2 separate regions of the Mus musculus genome follow, and region 1 is linked to region 2. The links are chromatin contacts, called in public promoter capture Hi-C maps. All regions are on one chromosome and are shown on one strand. The core of a region is the stretch at or near the end of the contact, and the rest is flanking DNA. Distances in the headings are between cores, read along the strand shown.

Region 1 (6,748 bases), core at 2,194-4,693, 49 kb after region 2:
TCCTCAATAAGCCAATGAAAAAGGTAAATTCACAGAGAAAATCAGGAAAAGGAGATCTATTCAATGTGACCTCTGTGGGAGGAGGGACAGAGATGGGGGGCTACCCCACACCTACACTTCATCACCCAAGTCTGTCTTGCTGTCCTGCCATGAGGTTTAGGTTTAAGAAGAGGGTCAGAGGAACGTGGTAGAGATGCGGTCTTGCCCACCACGGCATTTCCTTGGCTCCTGTCTTTCTTGTAAATTATTCTGACACGTGGTCAGAAACATGTGCAATCTCGTTCTTGGTAGCAGCTCCCACTTTGGCTGGCAGCGGACTTCAGCCTTCTCCTCAGAGGAGATTCCTGGGGAAATTCCAGTTTCTTGGAGGCCATTGTTTCTTAGTCAGATAGCTGGAGGGAGGGACTCAAGTGTCTCTTCAGAATGTCTTCATTCCTGCCAAGCCAGTTACAGCGAGGTGTTAAGAAACTGGTTCCTGGTATATAAGGAAGGTGCTAAGGCTCACTCTTTCCTGTAATCTTATCCATGCCTGAGAAGTCTGAGTGTAGCATCAGTCTTCTAGGATTCCTGCACTTCGTAGGAATGACCATGGATGCTGGCTCTCCCATCCAACATCCAACTTTGCCCTGGGAACAGGCCCTTTCTTATGGTTTGAATTACAGATACGTATGTCTCCCACCTGTGATCCATTTCACTTGCCTGGGACACTTGTCACCCAGTGTGTCTGCAGCCCCTTCTCCCCAGAAATGACTACACCATCAGAGGAGTTCCCATACATGGAGGACCCCGGGGAGAAGGCTGCTGAGGCTGAGGCCGGGGTGGGGAGGATGATGAACCTCATCACCAGCTTGCTGATGAGATGGGCAAGACCGGACTTGCTGTGAGCTTCTTTAGTTCCCTTGGCTTGCTGTGATTCTGTACGCCCTCTAATTTCAAGTTCAGCTTTCTTCCAAAAGCTGATGTCTGTTTTCAAAGGCAAATGCCCTGTTCCAGGGGATTGTATACAAAGCAAGATGTTTGTTCCGTTTTGCCTAGCCAGGGAAGGTGCCTAAGGAGGGTCCATCTTTCCATCCACAGACATTCTCCTCCACCTTGCCTATTGTTTGGAGTCTCTGAATGCTTCATAAGTTGGAGTGGTGTTTGCTTGGCTCTGCTTGAATCCTTCTGTGTGTGAGGTGCCGTGCTGAGTGAGGCCCCTCACCTCTTAGGTCCCCCCTGATAAGTTGCTATTCCTTTTCTCTTTCATGTGCATCTACCATCTAAACTGACCCTATTACTTATTACACTGCTGCCCCCCCCCAAATTACTAGGATTTGATGAGAAATTTTGAACACCATGGGATCAGAGGCTCTCTTCACTGCGTCCTTGCTGTTCTGCATCTTGTATTTTAAACTCTGGGGTTTAGTTTCAGTTTGTTTGTTTGTGGTGCTGAGGTTGAACTCAGAGCCTGGCTTTCGCTTAGACAAGTGCTCTACCACTAGGCTGTGTCCCCAGCCCTAAGCTGCCTTCATAGAGGAGTCCTGGGACTCAGACTTAAAGCTTGGCTGTTGGACTCCGTGGCCACAAAGTAATCACAGGCAGATCATTACAGTCCCTCACTTCACTTCCTTACCTGTAAAAGGATTGATAAAGTGCTTCAGAAGGCTGTGAGATATGAATATACTGAGCAGAATGTATGGAACAGCTGGTAGTTATAACTATTCCCATGATCTTATCCATGACAGGGATCCCACAGGGCCTGACTGCTTTCCTCTCTAATAGAGCGCCTTGGTCCATGGGGCCCTTCTCTTTTGTAAACTCCTCCTTATTTCCCAGGATTCCCAGGTATCTAGCCTTTTCAGAGTACCACATTCTTGTGTTGTCTGTCCCCTGTCTGTGCACTTTATGCAGATCACCTGGAAATGGGGCTTTCTCTCTGTCTCTCTCTTGTCTCTGTCTCTCTCTGCCTCTGTCTCTCTGTCTCTGTCTCTCTTTCTCCCCTCCTCCTTCTGCTGGAGAACCCCTCATGGGGCTGATTGTATCATCTTCCTCCTAGAATTCTGAGGTAAGTGCAGGACACCTGGTAACTGCTTGAAGCTGTTCTGTTGCTTGTTTTCTGTAACAGGAAGAATGAACACAATTTCCCAAGAGTTTCCCATCATCCTTTTTTGTTCTTTTAGGAGAGATGCTGAGAAGAGGGAGCCTAATCTTTATTTCACTTAGTTCTGAAGAGCCCGCCAGAGAGCAGAGGAGATAGGGGGTAGGATGAGGGGAACTCCTTGGCACACAGGACTGGTAGACTCTATGGAGAAGGGGGATTGGTGTAGTAGAAAGCAAAGGTGACTCAGGAGCTGACTTGCCTGTCAGGCAGACCCGGTTTTGAATCTGACTGGGTCATTAGTTACGTTACCATGGTTATACTACTTGATCTCCAAGTTCCTACTTTGGTCAGCTTCTGCTCACTTTCCAGTGAGCAACCGTGTTAGACTCTGTCCTGAAGAGTTTGTTTGTCTGTCCCCTGTCTCCTCCCCTCAGTTTACTACAGTGACCTTTCTTCCCTGTGATACAAACAAAACACTATAGAAACCATTAAATGGGAACGTCTACATTTAGGAGATGCACACACCCCACTCACAAAATAGCACACATACTTTTCTGCCCTGATCTCCCTGCTTTCTAAGTTATCCATGTTCACAGCTACTCTGGATTTTCTCTCATCCACACTGACCACATGAACCACATTCTGAGCTGGGAACGGGATACTGTCAGACATTACATTGGAACCACAGTTATAAGTCAGGAACAGCTTCAGCAACCAGAGCAGTCTTTACTGCTTCTAATGGCAGGGCCACACTGTCTCTTGCTGTTGGGCTGTCCCTGTGATCACTGGGACAAGCTAAAGTCCCTTTGGACGAGTGCCCCCACCTCCTCCTTTCTCCTCCTCTCTTTTATTTTTTCTGTCTTTCCTCAGCCATCCTACTTGCCAGCTTCCTGAGTACTTATAGGTGTGTGTCAAAATTAACAGATAAACCCCAAATTAGGAGGTTTTTCTAGCTCACATTCCCTTCCAGCTGCTCTGTAAGGTCTGTCCTTTGAACCAAAACGTTATCTCCTCAGTAACCAGTCCCTCCCAATCCGCCTCCAGGTGACCTAGCTGCCAGCCTGACTTTTTGGTTGAAATGGCTTCTCCCCAGCCCACCATTTTCAAGATCTATCGGGCACCTTCCGTGCATCATTTGTAGTAATCACTAGTCTATGTGGAAGTCAGTTTTTGGAGGCTTTCACGCAGGAGAGGGGGGTTTACAGGCAGAAAGTGGCAGAAGGAACTAGAAACAGGAAAGTCAAAGTGTTTAGCTTAAAGGTACTTTCCTTATAGGGCAGGGCTGAAGGGGATGTCCTGGTGTGTCAGGCCCAGGTCGGTTGCATTTCTTCTAATTGATTGTGGAGACTTCTGACTGTTGCAGTGGTTTAAAATTGGCCCACTGCCTATCTGAGATTGACTAAGTGGCTGCTCTGGTCTGGTCTCGTCTGGTCTGCTGTTCGTTTGAACATCTCTGCCTGGTGGTCCCTTGGGAACATCCGAATACAACTACCCTTGAGATTCTTTATTTTGCAGAAGGCCTTTCAGCTTTGACCTGCACTTGAAACTGAGGGCTCAGCCCCTGGCACTCGCCTTCCACAGCCGTGCACTCTCAGTCCTGTACCAATCCCTTCCATCCTAGCTCCTTAGGATCTTGGAATTCCTTAGTGTCCTCCGTCGAGGTAGAATCACTCCCTGCCTGCTGGAAGTGGCCTCTTGCTTCACCTTGTCTTTTCCAATGTCCTTCCTCCAACCGCAGCTGAGTGACCTTTCTAATGTACAAATCTGACCCCCTAAACAGTTTCTTTGCATTCCACTGCTCCTGGATAAAGCTCAACTTCCTGACCCTTATCAGAGGCAGAGGACTTTAGAACGCACTTCTTATAAGATTTCCAGCCTCATCTCTGGCCTTTATCTCTTTTTCCTCCACCTGTATCCAACCTTCCCAATTGCTTCCCTTCCTGCCTGTGTTGTACCTGGGATCTCCTCTCAAATCCCCGCCTCCACCGCCGGCCTTGTGCATCTCTTCAGACTGGATTCCAAGACAACTAGTTGGTGATTATGTGTTAAGTGACTTAATGGTGTCTTCCTTGGTCTTTACTCCATGGGAGGCCTTCATTACTCTCATTAACTACTGGAGAAGACACAGAGACACAGAGACTCTGGTAGCAGCCAGAGCCATTGTTTTATACATGAGTTTGCTTGGATTTTGTCTCCTCCTCCTCCTCCTCCTCCTCCTCCTCCTCCTCCTCCTCCTCCTCCTCTTCCTCCTCCTCCTCCTTGTCCTCCTCCTCCTCCTCCTTCCTCCTCCTCCTCCTCCTCCTCCTCCTTCCTCCTCCTCCTCCTCCTCCTTCCTCCTCCCACCCTCCTTCTTTTGGTGTTTTTGAGTCAGGATGTCTCAGTATAAACAACCCTGGCTGTCCTGGATTCGAGTAGACCAGGCTGGTCTGGAACTCACAGAGATTCACCTGCCAAGTGCTGGGACTAAGGTGTACACCTGAGTTTGCTTGTTTTTACTTTGCCTTATAACTAACTACCTTGCCCACTTGTTTTCCCTCTTTCCTTTTCTTGGGGGGGGGGGAAGGAAGAGGATGGGGAGAAGTAAAAATCTATAGCATGGCTCAGCAGGTAAAAGTGCTTGCCACCAAGCCTGATGACCTAGGACTCACATGGTTGAAGGAGAGAACTGACTCCTAGAAGTTGTCCTCTGACCTCCGCATGTGCACTGTGACATGTGTCATGCCCTCAGCCTCCCAGCCCCCAAATAAGTAAACTGATGGCAACATCAACAACAATCAAATAGCATGATTATTTAAATTGTAGTAAACACAATCACGCTGCTAGGCAACTGTCACCGTCTGGACTCTTCACCCTCCCCTGAGCTGTGCCACCCTTCCAAATGGAAGTTCTGTAAGCATTCTGTAAGCACCCACTGTGTACTTCCCTCTCCTCGAAGCTTCTGGAGGCTCCAGTCTACTCGGTGAAGTTGGCTATTTTTGATCTGCCTTCTTCACAGGCAGAATCAAATATAGAGTCTGTCCTTCTGTGATGGGCTTGCAGAAGTCAGCATGTGGTGTGTGTGTGTGTGTGTGTGTGTGTGTGTGTGTGTGTGTGTGTAAGCCAGAGGTCAACACTGGGTGTTTCCCTCAGATATTCTCCACCTTTGTTTTTTTTTAGATAGAGACTCCCCATAAACCCGGAACTCACAGCTGAGCTAGCCAGCTGGCCAGTGAGCCTGGGATCTGACTGCTTCTGCTGCACTCACAGGCACACATACCATAGGTCCTCACTTTGTATACAGGTTCTGAAGACTGAAGCTCAGTCTTCATGTGGGCACGACAGGCTCTTGCCAACTGAACCACCCCTTCAGACCACTGTGTGACTCTTTTGTGTTGTTGTTGTTTGCTTGTTTGTTTTTTGAGGAACTACCAAACTGCTTTCCATAGTGATAAACTAATTTTTACATTTCTGTCAGATATGTACAAGAATTCCAATCTCTTCACCTTTTTGTTAATAATAATTTCTTTGTTTTTAAAATAAGAGCCATCTAAATGGGTGTGGTATTTATTTGAGACTCTGGTTTTCATATCTCTGATGATTTCCTATGCTTATGAGCTATTTTATATATTATTTGGAGAATTGTCTATTTTAGTCCTATTTTCAAGTCACTTTTGTTGTGCATTATAAGAGGATTTTTTTGGCATATTTTGGATTCGTTGTGGTTTGTAATTTGTTTAATGTGGCTTGTACACATTTCTCATGGTCTTTTAATGGTTGCCTAAGAGAAAGCAGAGTCTGTTTTTTTTTTTGAACAGGGTCTTGCTGTGCAGGCTTTGTTGCCCTGGAACTCACCCACTATACAGACCAGGCTGGCCTCAGACTCACAGAGATCTTCCTGCCTCTGTCCCTGGAGGGTCAGGGTTCCAGGCTTGTGCTGCCATGCCCAGTTTAAGACGATCTTTTGTGAGGTCCACAGGGTCCCGTGTGAGCTGCTCCTCCCTTGCCCTCTGTCCTGGCCACTATTCTTCTCAGTCCAAGCTTCAGCGGCCTCTGTACTTTTAAAACACTCTAAGCATCCTCTGATCTTCTCTGCTCATGGGTTCCTCTTCCCAGAATACTTCCTCCTCATTTTCTTCAGACCTTTCTCAAATGCCATTGTGTTCAATGGGTCTTCCATGAGCACCCCATGTTCCTTTGCTTGGGGCTGTGTTTCTTGCACCAAGAAAAATGTCTGACGTGTCATAGTGGTCAAAGAGTGATTGTTGAATGAATGAGTGAATGGTACAGGCTCGCGGTTCCCGGCTGTGTTGACCTGGCTGCAGACTCCATGGCTCCTAGCCAACTATACTGGCTTCCTCGCCTGGGAAAGCTTCCTTGGGCCTCTGAGGCTTAAGGATGTCTCTTCTGCAGTTTTGTCACCACAACTCATTAGTCTCGTTGTGTTATAATCACCTATTTATTTGACTGCGTTTTCCAACAGATATCAACTCGAAGGGAAGTCCAACTTCTTGTACAACACCCAGTGTAAGGCCTAGCAATAGAGAATAATGGGATAACCCTCTCTTAGCCTTGTCTAATAAAATAGAGAGGACCTGCTCACCTCACAGTTTAGAACACAAGACACAGTGTTTGTAAAATGTTTCCCACTGGGTGCTGGGTGCATAGTAGGTGCTTTCTAACTGGTAGTTT
Region 2 (6,473 bases), core at 3,157-5,656:
ATCTAATTAAAGACACAGATTTGGAAGAGGATAGGGAAGTGGTGTGGCTAGCTGTTAGTGATGGGGGAGCTAGTCATTAGTCCCAGTCTGATAGAAGTAGTTGGAGGTATTAGTTTAAAATGTCTGCAGGCTGATGCTGTTCACGGATAACAGCAGTCCAGTGCCTAGAACCTGGGAAGAGCTTAATTTGCCAGATGAATGGTTACAGAAGTGAATGGGTAAATGGTCACAACTAACAGTTAAATCATTATTATTTTAAAGATTTATTTTACATGAGCCTGGTGGTAGGAATGCATGTCTTTAATCCCAGCACCTGGGATGATCTCTGTGAGTTTGAGGTCAGCCTGGTCTAAGAGCTAGTTCCAGGATGGCCAGGGCTACACAAAGAAACCCTCAAAAAAACCAAGACCAAAACAAATTCTTTTATGTATGAGAGCTTGCACGTGTATATATGTATTGTGTGCATGCCCGGTACCTGTAAAAGCCAGAAGAGAGCATCCCAATCTCCTGCAAATGGAGTTACAGACAATTGTGAGTCACCTTGTGGGTGCTAGGACTTGAACTTGGGTCTTCTGCAAAAGCAGCTGGTGCTCTTAAATGCTGAGCCATCTTTCTGTTCCTAAAACAGATTACTTTTACTGTCCCTTATCTCTAATCACCTGGCTGTCGTCTAAAAGAACAGGAGACACTTAGTTCTCCTTAGAGTCAATAGGAAAAGAAGCGGCAGTGGCAACATTGTTGATGTTTGGATATCTGAGTGTGGTCTCTTGAGACTCAAGAGCCCAGGTGGTCAAATATCCCATTGCCTGGCGTGGGGACTGAGCTCGGAGGGCAGTCGTGTTCAAGTGCTCACAACTTACTCCAGACTCTGGCTTTTCTGTTGCTCAAACCTGGTGCTGTTTCCAGATGCCTCCCACTGGCTTTCAGTATTGCCCTCTAGCATGTGCTGTCTAGCTTTCTCCATTTTCTCTCAGAGACTTCCCCACTCTTGCCATCTTGTTCAAGTCTCCCATCTGACTGTCACCTGTGTAGTTTCTTAGGCTCCTGCCTCTCCCCATCCTGTTTTGAAAGCAGAGGTGCTGTTGTGGTCCTGTCCTTCCAATTCCTGTCTGATTACAAGCCTGTCCATGGCGAGAGCCCCTGACCCTGCTTTCTGTTATGTTAAGGTGATGTTGCCTTCCTCTCTTGACTCTGCCCCTAGCTCTCTTTCCAGCATCTACTCCAGATCAGATCTTTGTTCTATGTATTGCTGTCTCCTTTAGCTAAAGAACATGTTCACCCATTTTTAAAGTTCTTATACTCTAGTTCTCTCTTACCCCATCTCTTCTGCCTCTCCCTCAATGCTTCCCACTCACCCTTCATGTTTCTTTTCCCCATGTCTGGCATCCACTCACACCACGCCACTGAAACTGTCCTAATCACCCGTGGGCTTTGGCTTACCATGTTCCACAAATGTAAAATTTAAATATATTCTTATCTTAGTGGATTATATTCAACATTTTATATCCTGTTTTTGTTGTTGTTATTGTTGTTGTTTTGAGGCAGGGTTTCATATAATCTAAGCTGCTAGAATTTGGTATACAGCCCAGGTTGCTCTGGAACTCCTAATCTTCCTGCTTCCATCTCCAGAGTACTGAGTTTAGATGCTTGCATACCCAGCAAACATTCTCAGTTTCATTCTCATTCACACTCTCAGTCCTTCTCAGCTCCTTGTTCCCGACGCATCACAAAATAGTTTTGTAGTTTCAAGAATTTGCCTTTAGTTGGGTGCAGTGGCTTATGCCTATAACACCAGTACTTGGAGGCTCAGGCAAATGGATTGCCCATGAGTTGGAGGCCAACCTGGGCTATACAGTCAGAGCCTGTTAGGAAGGAGGGGAGGGAAGAACACTGTGATGACTCTGTAGGTAAATGTGCTTGCTGCCAAGCCTTGTGACCTGAGTTTGATGATGGGCCCCACATAATGGAAGGAGAGAACCAGTTTCTTCAGGTTGTCCTCTGTCCTCCACATACGCACCGTGGCATGCACATACACCTTCATACTCAAACTCGAAACAGACAAACTAATGCACAAAAGAATTTTCTTGACTTTGGCTTCTCCCAGGGTACCCAGGTGTCAGCCTAGTTCTCCTCCTTCCTGTTGGATATGTCAAACAGGCCTTCCTATGCTGCATCTGTACCCAGTATGTCAGCATTGAAACTGACCTCTCCAGACTCCGGACTCTTGAGAACAGAAGGTCTTTGTTCATCTTTTTACCCTGGAGTCTCAGATATCTGGATCTTACACAGCTTGTTGAGCAGCTAAGCAGCTTTGGAGACAAATGTCCCATAGGTCCACTGTATACAACACCCTTTTCTCCCAATTTTCTTATCTGGGCTGTGTGTGTGTGCATGCATATGTGTGTGTGTGTGTGTGTGTGTGTGTGTGAGCATGGTGTCCAAATGACTTGAATGTGGTGATTTCTCGTGGCTGGCAGGCCTACAAGAAAGCTCAGGAACCCATCATCAGCCTCTGCCTTCCTACCACTGAGACGATAAAAATGTGCCACACACCCTCATTTGCAGTAGGTTCTGGCGACTGAACTCTTGCATAGCAAACTCATGCCTGAGCCGTTACTCCAGCTGCACCAGCTCTTTTCAGATGCTTTCAAGCCTAAGATGGCGGCAATGAAATCCTCTCTCCAGCCAGTTTAGCCCTCTGGACCCGTGGTTCTTCCCAGCACAGAGCTGGTGGAGGCTTCACTTTTGCCTCTCCTTCTTTGAATTCTAAGATGACAGGTGACGATAGCTCAAGGTTGGTAAGGATTCCAATAACTCTGCCTCCCTGCTCACAGCTTCTTCTCATGAGCCTTCCCAGTGTGGTCAGAGACTCAAGTAAACTCTTACCTTGAAGAAGAGAGATCACCAGGAAGAGGCCAGCCAGACCCTTCCTCTGCTCCATGTCAGTCTCTTTGCTTCTCCAGTAGAAGTATTGAGAGTCCCTTAGCCACCCAGCCACCCAGCCACCCAGACAGCCTGTGCAGCAGCTGGCCTGGCTCCACCCAGCATGCATTGAGCTGGGACTCTGAGTAGAGGCAATACCAGGTGTCTCCGCCCTCTCCTGTAGAGTGTGGGCAGCAGGGGCCCCAGCAGGGGTGTTGATGCTCTGACTTATCTCGTTTTCTCTTTTGTTGTTGTTAAGGCTTGCAGGATAGCAGGTGGCAGGGGATGAGGTTCTAGATTCCCACTTGGAAACCCCTTTACCACTAGAACCTCTATGCGCAATAGGTTGAAGACTCCACTGAGCCTTTTTCTCGATGACAGTGATGAATGTTCCTGCCTGTTCTTCTGGCTAGGTCTGGACTTGTTTGTCACTTGATCCCAGAACTCATGGGTTTAGGCAGAACTTTTCCATGTATGAGACTGGAGTTCTGAATGGAAAAGCATCTTAGAGTAGACCTTCCTTAAGAGATTTTTGACACTGTTCTTTTGAGAACATCTAAGTGGTACCCACCTAGAAGAGAACATCCCAACGGGACAACTAGCTTATTTCTTGGTGTATGACCCTGGGCTAGTTCCAGGGTCTCAGGCTATTGTCTCCTTTAGCCAGTCAATGCATAACAGAAATTCACAGAATTCCTATGTGATTCCAGGCACAAAGGATAATTTTGTCCCCAGACAGATGACCTTCTGATTATAGCAGTGTGGAAAGTTAGATCCCCACAGCACATGGTAGAAAAGTCTATTGTCTCCTGGGGAGGATCGATTCTACAAATGAGTGGATTGATTATATTGTTAAGAAGACTCTCATACTGAGATGGCTTAATGTGGCTGGCATGATGCAAACACTCCTCCCCCAATCCTTAGAGTGATGCTGAGGGAGACAAGCTCTGAGACACTCCATGCATGGGTACTATGTGCTGGACCTAGGATTCCGATGTCTGGATGAGGGCTTCTCAAGTCCATCTTCCCACTGGCTAGAAGCAGCTTGATGTGGTGTCCCAGAGTGTCCTGTGAAGGGTCCTGAGACTGATCAGAAACAAGAGGATCTGCTAATGTGGCTTGTGTAATAGTTTCTCTCAGTGGATCTAAAGAGGTGGCACTTCCTTGTTTGTGAGTAAATGTAGTTGTATTGTTCATAGGAAGCCCAAAATCTTCTTTGTTTGTTACCAGTGACTATTGCTATTTGTTTTTTGTTACCAGGAAAGGCTATTCTAAATTCCCTTACACTTCCTAGAATTCTGAACAAACTTTCCTCATAGTCTCTGCTTTGTATCAATCATCCCAAAATCTTTGCTTCAGAAAGAGCAGTTTGCACCTGTTTGTGTTTTACCCCACACCTAGCCCACTGTTGCTTTGACAGTCTTACACCATCAAAGGCAGAAGGTAGAGAGGCAGATTTCTTCTAGTTCCTCCCCCACTCTTCCTTTTTCTGAATACCCATGAGTCTGTTGGCGGAGGATAGTGCTAACCCTGGCTGATCATCCTGTGGCTTGCCTCTATTTGTTGCATGATTCCCTCTGGAAGATGGAACACAGCGGGATTCTGGCTAGTCTGATACTGATTGCTGTTCTCCCCCAAGGTAAGGGAGGCCTCTTCAGCTGTGTGGAGGATGGACCCGTGAGGGGCATTGTCACTGGGAGAAGTCCACTGGATAGTGCATCTCGTTTACCAAGCTGGGGAAGATAAAAGGGCAAGGCTAGGGCATAGGAAACAAGCATTCGGCTTTGACCTGCTCTAGTCAAGGCTCACATTGGTCGTGATGGTGTCCCCAAACTCCTTGGACCAGACATTTGTAGGAAATGGTTCCATATTGTATGTCCCTAGGCCTAAAACTAGTAATGAAGTTATACCCATTGCATCGTCTAAGGCAAATGGCCTCTTGGAGTAGGATTCTTGGTCATGTGACCACCCGGAGCCACGGCTCGGCTCAGAATTTAGAAGCGATCTTTAAGAGAAAAGTTAGCTTTAGCTGAATGGGAAGGACAGGCAGAGGGTATGTTATATTAAAGTCTGTAAGTCCTAAGTGCCAACTCTTTCTCAGTTTGTTTGCTTTTAAAACAGAAAAGCAGGCTGGGTAGATAACACGGGGGTAGGACTCAAGGAGTGCAAAAAACCCAAACCAAACAAACTCCAAAATAACACTGCGAAGCTCACATCTCAGAGCTCAGCCGTCCCAGGAAAACTGGGTCAAATGGTTACTCTAAGAGCTGTCCTGGCCACCAGAGATTTCTACTGGACGTAACTCCAAAGAAGACGGGACTTTAAGAGGAGAAGAATTACATACACCTCTCTTCTCCAGCATGCTCATATATGTTCCTGCTTCAGAGGCAGGGGCAGCCATTTTGGAGTTTTCTGGAGGGTGCTCTTTTGTTCAGATCAGTAACTAAGTAATGAAGCTCAGAGACACACAGACTCCAGGGAAGGCTGGCTGTAGACATAAGGCATGGCAGTGCCCTCTGGGCTGGGAAGGCTCACTGTGCCCACAGCCTTTCACCTCTCCCACCAGACTTGATGTACTTAGAGCCTCAGGAGCAGATTTGATACATATTGGTGGCCCTTTCTCCTTAAGCAAGCATGGCAAAGACAGTAAAAATTATAGGGGCACAGGAGGGACAGGAACCGCTCAACCCAGAAACTAGCTAGGGTTTGAGAATTTCAGCACAATTAATGTTCTCTGTATAAGTTGTCTACAAGCTGCTCTTTTCTGATACGGGTATTTTACTATGCTGCTATTTAAAATAGCAACAAGTCAGGCTTAAGGCTGGACTGTGTATGACCTTGGGCAGGGCCTCATTCCTCTCTAGAACATTCTCTAAGAGCCTCATAAATACGACTACTTTCTTTGTTTGCTGTGAAGAGCTCCTGCATCTGGCATACCCAACTCTAAACATTTGTTCCATCCATTGTAATTCTGTTTGATGCCCATACTATTCTGTGAACTCATTTAGGTTTCTTAACAACTCTGGGGACAAGAACTTCAAGACCCACCCAAGCAGTGTATTCAGCTGTTGTAAAGTAGATAGATGGTGCATCTCTTTCTGGGAAGCCATCCTGGAGTGTCTTTCTTAACACTCATGCTTAAAATCTACTTTAAAATATCCTTGTATTAATATAATATAAATATATTAAGATAAACCCGGTTCATCTTAAAGTTTTCTGTTCAAGGAGATTGGGTTTTACTTGAGTTAAGTTTCCTCAAAGATTAAAGAAACTCCTCAGGTTATTTCTGGTGACAGTATCTGTGTCCCAGATGCCTCTGCTCTGACAGAATTACTGAACTACTTTTTTTTTTTTTTTTTGAGATGGGAATCTCACCCACACCATAGCCCAGGTTGTCTTGGAACTCATTACGTAGCCTAGGTTGGTTTTGCTATCTCAGGTCTTCTCCTGTCTCAGCCTTCCAAGTTATGAGATTCCAGATGCAAGTCACTGTATATATATATATATATATATATATATATACACACATATACATACATATACACACATAT

What was found. Promoter capture Hi-C pulls out the DNA fragments that hold promoters and counts their contacts.
Region 1: a contact with region 2 is called in a promoter capture Hi-C map of liver, with 2.0 times the contacts expected there. The contact joins the enhancer-like site here to the promoter of Cd3d in region 2. A contact is called at or near these places in 9 of 39 promoter capture datasets (the 3T3-L1 cell line, 3T3-L1-derived adipocytes, the C10 cell line and 5 more), 4 of 15 datasets of contacts at CTCF or cohesin (CD8 T cells, large pre-B cells, pro-B cells and 1 more), 59 of 484 Hi-C or Micro-C datasets (the AML12 cell line, B cells, the Ba/F3 cell line and 36 more), 18 of 115 datasets of contacts at active chromatin or transcription factors (the 230-238 cell line, CD4 single positive thymocytes, CD8 T cells and 12 more) and 3 of 9 other capture datasets (adipose tissue, liver and pancreatic islet).

What each region holds. Positions count from the first base shown.
Region 1 is chr9:45,027,193-45,033,940 of GRCm38.p6, forward strand. No RefSeq gene overlaps it. Among named protein-coding and RNA genes, the nearest start is that of Mpzl2, 12 kb to the right of the region's middle. Within about 2 kb of position 3,444, at least 20 of the 459 cell types and tissues checked have an H3K27ac peak or open chromatin away from gene starts, as enhancers often do. A contact at or near this core is called in B cells, the CH12 cell line, bone marrow-derived dendritic cells and 2 more, where this site is marked.
Region 2 is chr9:44,977,380-44,983,852 of GRCm38.p6, forward strand. Cd3d (CD3 antigen, delta polypeptide) reads left to right here and starts at 4,407. Exons shown (of 5, transcript NM_013487.3): 1 at 4,407-4,561. The coding sequence starts at 4,507. Cd3g (CD3 antigen, gamma polypeptide) reads right to left here and starts at 3,052. Exons shown (of 7, transcript NM_009850.2): 1 at 2,887-3,052. The coding sequence starts at 2,941.